Linked DNA regions of Anas platyrhynchos: region 2 is linked to region 1. A link is a contact called in public Hi-C data. All regions are on one chromosome and are shown on one strand. The core of a region is the stretch at or near the end of the contact, and the rest is flanking DNA. Distances in the headings are between cores, read along the strand shown.

Region 1 (2,700 bases), core at 151-2,650:
GAACCTGTCTCCTCTTCTGAGCTTCATTATGCTGGGTTTGTACTGAGGGAAACCAGGTAGGTTATAGTAAATAACCTACAACGAAAGATGCTTTTCCTAATTGTTACCAAATCTCCTGGGTGGCAAGTGGGGAAAGGAGCAGGGAGGAGGATCTGGGTGAAACTGAGCCTGCCAGGCTTGGCTGTTTGCATGGGTATCACTCTTTTAAGTCCTGTGATGACAACTCACATCCCATTACAGCTCAGAGATGCACAGTGTGCTGTGAGGTAACTCTGCAGAAACCGAAGCCACACAGGGTCTGTTGGCGAGCCATGCCTTACCTTCAGCTTCCCAGCTTGAGCTGGGATTCTCATTAAGCCTCTACCATAAGCCTGGTTCTCTGCTTAAATTACAGCTTAGCTGTGGTATTTATAAAGCTTTAAACCCAGCAGATGTCCTCCCATGTAGACACCATCTTGAACCATGCCAGTGCTGTGGATATTGACCCTGGCTGCAGGGATCTCTTTGGTACATACAATCTCCTGCCAAAAGGGCAGGGCTTGAACAGAGCCAGAAGAGGTTTGTACATCTTCTCAGGAGTACCTGTCCCTATTGTAGCTGTGGAACAGGCTGTCCTGTCTCGGGATGAAATCTGGCTTTTCTTCTGATGTATCCCCTCCTCTCCCAAGAGGTAAATGTATTATCTAATTGCTCTTACGTCCTTCATCCCCTCAGCCACTGAAATAAGGCAGCTACCGCTGCACAGCACAAAAAGCTTGTTTGGTTCTGCCTTACTGTCAGTGCAGCCTGCTCTCAGCTTGTTTGGAAAAGCTGCCGCAGAAGCAGGTTAATGCTGATGTTTCTTTAATGGTCGGCGTCAAGTAATAACATGGTTGAAGTTGCCTAGGGGATTAGCTGGACCCTGCGATGTCTCCTGCTGCTTCTTGGTGCTCTTGGCTTGCGTATCTGCTGTAATTGCTTTCCCTGGCATCAAATTGGCGTCGAGTTACAGCCTCGCTGACACCCAGTGATCTCTCCCACAGCAAAATATAAAAATAAAATAAAATAAAATAAAATAAAATAAAATAAAATAAAATAAAATAAATCCCGTAGCATTTAATCTTGAAACCTGCTGGTGAATTCACCCCTCGGTGCTGGTGCGTGCAGGGCTGTGAAAGCTTTTTCAGGAGAATCAACCTGACACTGGGAAAAAATAAAAAATAAAAAATCCTGTCTCTCCTGAAAGGGGATAAAATATGAATTCAGGTTGCCAGCATCAGCATTCTAGGATTTTGCTTTTTCAAAGTTGTCAGGTTGATGGAAAACATATTTTCAGCCCTTGGCCCATCAAATACAGAGCAGGGCTGTTCTGGGAGTTGTTTGTCAGCCTGATCCTTGCCTAAACTGCTTGAATCTTATTTTCCACTTGGCCTAATCATCTCCAGCCTTGCAATGGGTGGTTCTGGAGCCAAGATCTGGCAGCAGGAGCACCCAGACCTTGCAGGCATTGTTAGAGCTGGGTTCCTGCGGAGGCTCTTCACAGAGCACTCTATTTCTAAGTTTCCACTGTTGTTTCCCCGCTGTCACCATGCAGTGTTTTCTCCTTTAAACACAAGCTGCCCATCTTGGTCTGGTCTCTGCAGCGTGTTTCTCATCAGCTTTTAGTAGTCCAGCCTGGGGAACTGCAGCAATTCTGGGAAAAAATCCCAGCAAAAAGCCCTCTCCGCCCGCCAATAAATCAAAAGCTCGTGCTCCAACACCCACTGGCAGGAGGGTGCAAGCATGGCTTAATGCACAGGGGGAAGGAATCCCAGGAATACACTGAGAATAATAATAAGAGGAGGCTCTTGATTATGCATTCCTCAGCAATAACAGTGCTTTAGAGGGTCTCGACAGAGCTACTCAGGGCTTGCTGCTCCTCTTACGCAGTGCTAAAAAGCTCACCAGCTAATGCTGAAGGGAGCAGAGGCTGGCAGCTGTCTTAGCTCTGTGAGTTTACTGAACAGCACGTGATGCCACATGTGAAATAAAATGGAAAATACCCCCAGTGCAAGAGGAAAAGCCATCCAAGGAAAAGGAACAGCACAGGGAGCTGCAGGCTCTGTGGCAAGCACAGCAAACAGAGGCGACGCTCGTCTCTTGGAAGGAGATGCAGAACCTGCAGCGTCTGCAGCGCTTGGCAGCACTGACGGAGGCTGCCAGCAGCTCCACAGCACACGCGGGTGATCAGCTCCAAACCGAGCTGCGTATTTCTTTATTTTAAATTGGATGCCCAAATCTGCATGGCGGCAGACACAGTTTTATTAACACACAGAAAGAGAAGCTGGTGATAGCAGAAGACGTGCAGCAACACACAGAAGCTACATGAATTAATCTACCAGGGAAGGGTGTGAGATGCGAGCTCAGATGAGTACCTAAGAGAATATAAATTTGTTATATGTGGGGACGTCTATGCACAGGAAACTATTTGGGAAACCGTACGTACTGGATTTCAACATAAAGGATGGGTACTGAGGAGAGAGGAGACTGAAACAAGTCAGAGATTCGAACAGAGCAACTACACTCGATGCCGTAGCTTCAGCAGGTCTCTGGCAAGGCCATAAAACCCAGCATGTTCCCATTCAGCACTCTCTTTGGGAGACATTATGTTCTCCAGCTGCCGCTGGATTTGTGTTCAACAGCCCAGATGTTCCATCAGGCCAAATGTCTTTTCTTTCTCTT
Region 2 (2,732 bases), core at 6-2,505, 47 kb after region 1:
AGCACACGGGCAGCGGAGAGGGTTCGGAGGGGTGCAGGGCGCCCCGCAGCCCCCCTGCATCTCAGCACCGTCCCCTTTTAAAGGCCGCTTGTTCCCTCTTGCAGAAAAATCCTCTCTGCTTCTAAATCCTCGGGTAACCTCCCAACGCCTGCTGGGCTTGATTTTTTGGGGAGGAAGAGGGCAGGTCACCAGCTGCGGGGCTGCGGGGCGGGCAGGAGGAGGGCACCCTCCGAGGGCACGGTGCTGAGGGTGCCCAGCCGCTCGCACCGGCAGCCTCATGGGCTTTTCTCAGGGTATTTGCTGCGGGACACGGGGCCAACCTGCTCGGGGACACGCTTCGTGGCCCTGCCTTCGAGCCTCCCGTGCCAGGGGAAGGGCAAGGAGCACGGCGCTGCCCACCCCGGAGCCAGCGTGCTCCCAAATGGGTGGTGAGCGAGGGCCCTTCCTTCAGCGAGGCGATTTTTACTGACTGAAGCCATGGAAGAGTCTGTATATTTTTTATTTTTTTGAATTATTCAGCGAAGTGTATATACCTTTCCGTTGTCCGATGGTCTATTTTCCTAATGATTTCCCCCAGAATATTTCTTACAGGCGTGGTAAATAGTTTTAATGCTTGTTCCGCAAACAAATCTAAGTTTTCAATCTTTTTGGGTTTTGGGGTTTTTATTCGGTTTCGTTTGGGTTTGGTTTTCGGCTGTGTTCACGTAGCGACTGAAGCCTTAAGTTCCCCGATGTGAAATTGCCCCCGGAGCACAGCGCGAGCCCGCAGCCTACTTTTGATCCTGCTCACACCCTGTAAATACTTCTCCCCCCAACGAAGCTCTCGGAATTTGGAAATTCACTTGTAATTATGTGGTACAGCATTAAAACATTTTTTTTTTCTCGGTAGCCAAATAAATCGTGCCTGTCGTTTATCCTGATTTTTAAATCTGCCTCGCAGCTTGTTCCAGCATCCGCGGGTGAGCTGATCCCCAACCCTCAGCAGGTCTCAAAGTCCCAAACTGTGCCAAAGGTGGGCAAACGCCCTTCATCCACAAACACCAACCTCAGAGAGGTCTTTATGATGGGATTTTGCTTTGCCATTTATTCACCCCAGCTTCTGTGCACACACAAACCACCGCAGGACACACCGGGTTTTCAGGCGCCTGCCCCTTCCGTGTGCGGGCGCTCGCGTTTATTATCAGGAATATATTACACTTATCTGTACAGCGCGACCCAAATAATACAAACTCTTCCTGTACTCGTTAGCCACAGAGTAAACCAGACCACAGGGCTCCTACCGCGTGGGAACTGTACAGAGGCTCCTCGGCGTGTCCATGGGACACAAACACGCTCAGTGCAGAGACGTGAAATACCTGATTTTGCACCCGTTAGCCTTCGCCTTCCTCCCCCAAACCCCACCACCACCTCCAGCCTTTGCCCCCGTGCATTTTCCGAACCAACCCCAAGCACCCACAGACCCTTCCAGGGGGAGATGCCAGGCCTGAACTCCCAGCTCCATCTCCCAAGAGGGAAAAAGGGAGGCTGGGGTCCTCGCTCTGCCTCCCCCCTGCTCGTATTGTGCGGGGATGTCCTCGCCAGGCACTTGGCAGGCACCCTCTCCCCGAGGAAGACGAGGAAGATGTGTGTTAGGGAGGCTTAGGGAGGGCAGCGTTGGGGCCAGCCTTGCTCATGGCACGTTTTGCCTCCTCCTCCTGCCCTAAAACTCCCTCCTGCCTTCCGTCCCTCCTGCAAAATAGGGGAAGCAGCCGTGGTGGCTCTGATGTATGGGAAGTCGCCAGACCCCAAAAGCAAAGGCTGGGAGCCTGTCACTAGCAGGGTTACTCGGTGTCCCCGTCCCCTGGGAATGCCCCTGGCCCCAGAGATAAGGAGAAGCAGGAAAGAGGAATAATTATTTTTGGGGGGGAAGTAACTCTGTTCCTGGGCTTGCAGCAGCAGGAGGCACCCTCTGCGTCCCCCCAGGGAAGGTTTTCTGGATCCCCCCCAGCCAGGCAGAGCTTCTCACAGCTTTGCTAGCAATCGGGCAGCCCCCAGAGGCCACACCAAGGAAGAACCCAGTGACAGGCAGGATTGGGAGGCAAAAATCCGATGGGAAAGGGGTTGGCAACGACACCAAACGATGGTGGAGCTGGGATCGGTCCCCCTTCCCCCACCGCTGAAGCCCCACTCCCAATTCGCTGCTGGAAGCATCTCTTGCGTATGAACTTAACCCAACAAAGAGAGAAGGAAAGCACCAGAAATAGAGGAAAACAACGAAGAAGTTAAAAAAAAAAAAAAAAAAAAAGGATGGGCTTGGTGATAATACTCTCTGCTGTGTCCAGCTGGGAGAAACTCAGCATCATGGTCCCAGCCCTGGCTGTATGCTCTGATTGTGGCAGGAATACATCAGCAGAGCGAGGCACGGCGAGGCAGTCGGTGCTGCAGGTGCCCGTGCATTTAGCAAGGATGAGGGTGATGAACTCGGTGCCGGCCAGGAGGGGCTTTGTGGCTGTCGGGGTGTTACGGAGCTATTCGACTCGCAGGCCGCACTTGCAGGCCACGCTAAAAATCTAGTGCTGCATTTCAACAGCCAGCCTGTGTGGAGCGGGCTATCCTAACAAGATGCTCAACGTATCACAGTATCATGCAAAAGCCTCTACAAAAATAAATTTCTCTAAAAAAGGAGGAAAAAAAAACACACAACAAAAGGATCACCGTTACTCGTTAGCGCCGCGGCGAGGGCCACGGGCCTG

Evidence for each region. A called contact is a pair of places that touch in the nucleus more often than the background predicts.
Region 2: a Hi-C map of skeletal muscle shows a contact between it and region 1, with 2.6 times the contacts expected there. The contact joins two enhancer-like sites. A contact is called at or near these places in 2 of 8 Hi-C or Micro-C datasets (liver and skeletal muscle).

The regions. Positions count from the first base shown.
Region 1 is chr1:184,919,796-184,922,495 of IASCAAS_PekinDuck_T2T, forward strand. No RefSeq gene overlaps it. Among named protein-coding and RNA genes, the nearest start is that of SLC7A1, 28 kb to the right of the region's middle. Within about 2 kb of position 1,401, at least 1 of the 8 cell types and tissues checked has an H3K27ac peak or open chromatin away from gene starts, as enhancers often do.
Region 2 is chr1:184,967,231-184,969,962 of IASCAAS_PekinDuck_T2T, forward strand. It overlaps MTUS2 (microtubule associated scaffold protein 2), which reads right to left. Exons shown (of 17, transcript XR_011806475.1): 17 at 1-2,732. Among named protein-coding and RNA genes, the nearest start is that of SLC7A1, 19 kb to the left of the region's middle. Within about 2 kb of position 1,256, at least 2 of the 8 cell types and tissues checked have an H3K27ac peak or open chromatin away from gene starts, as enhancers often do.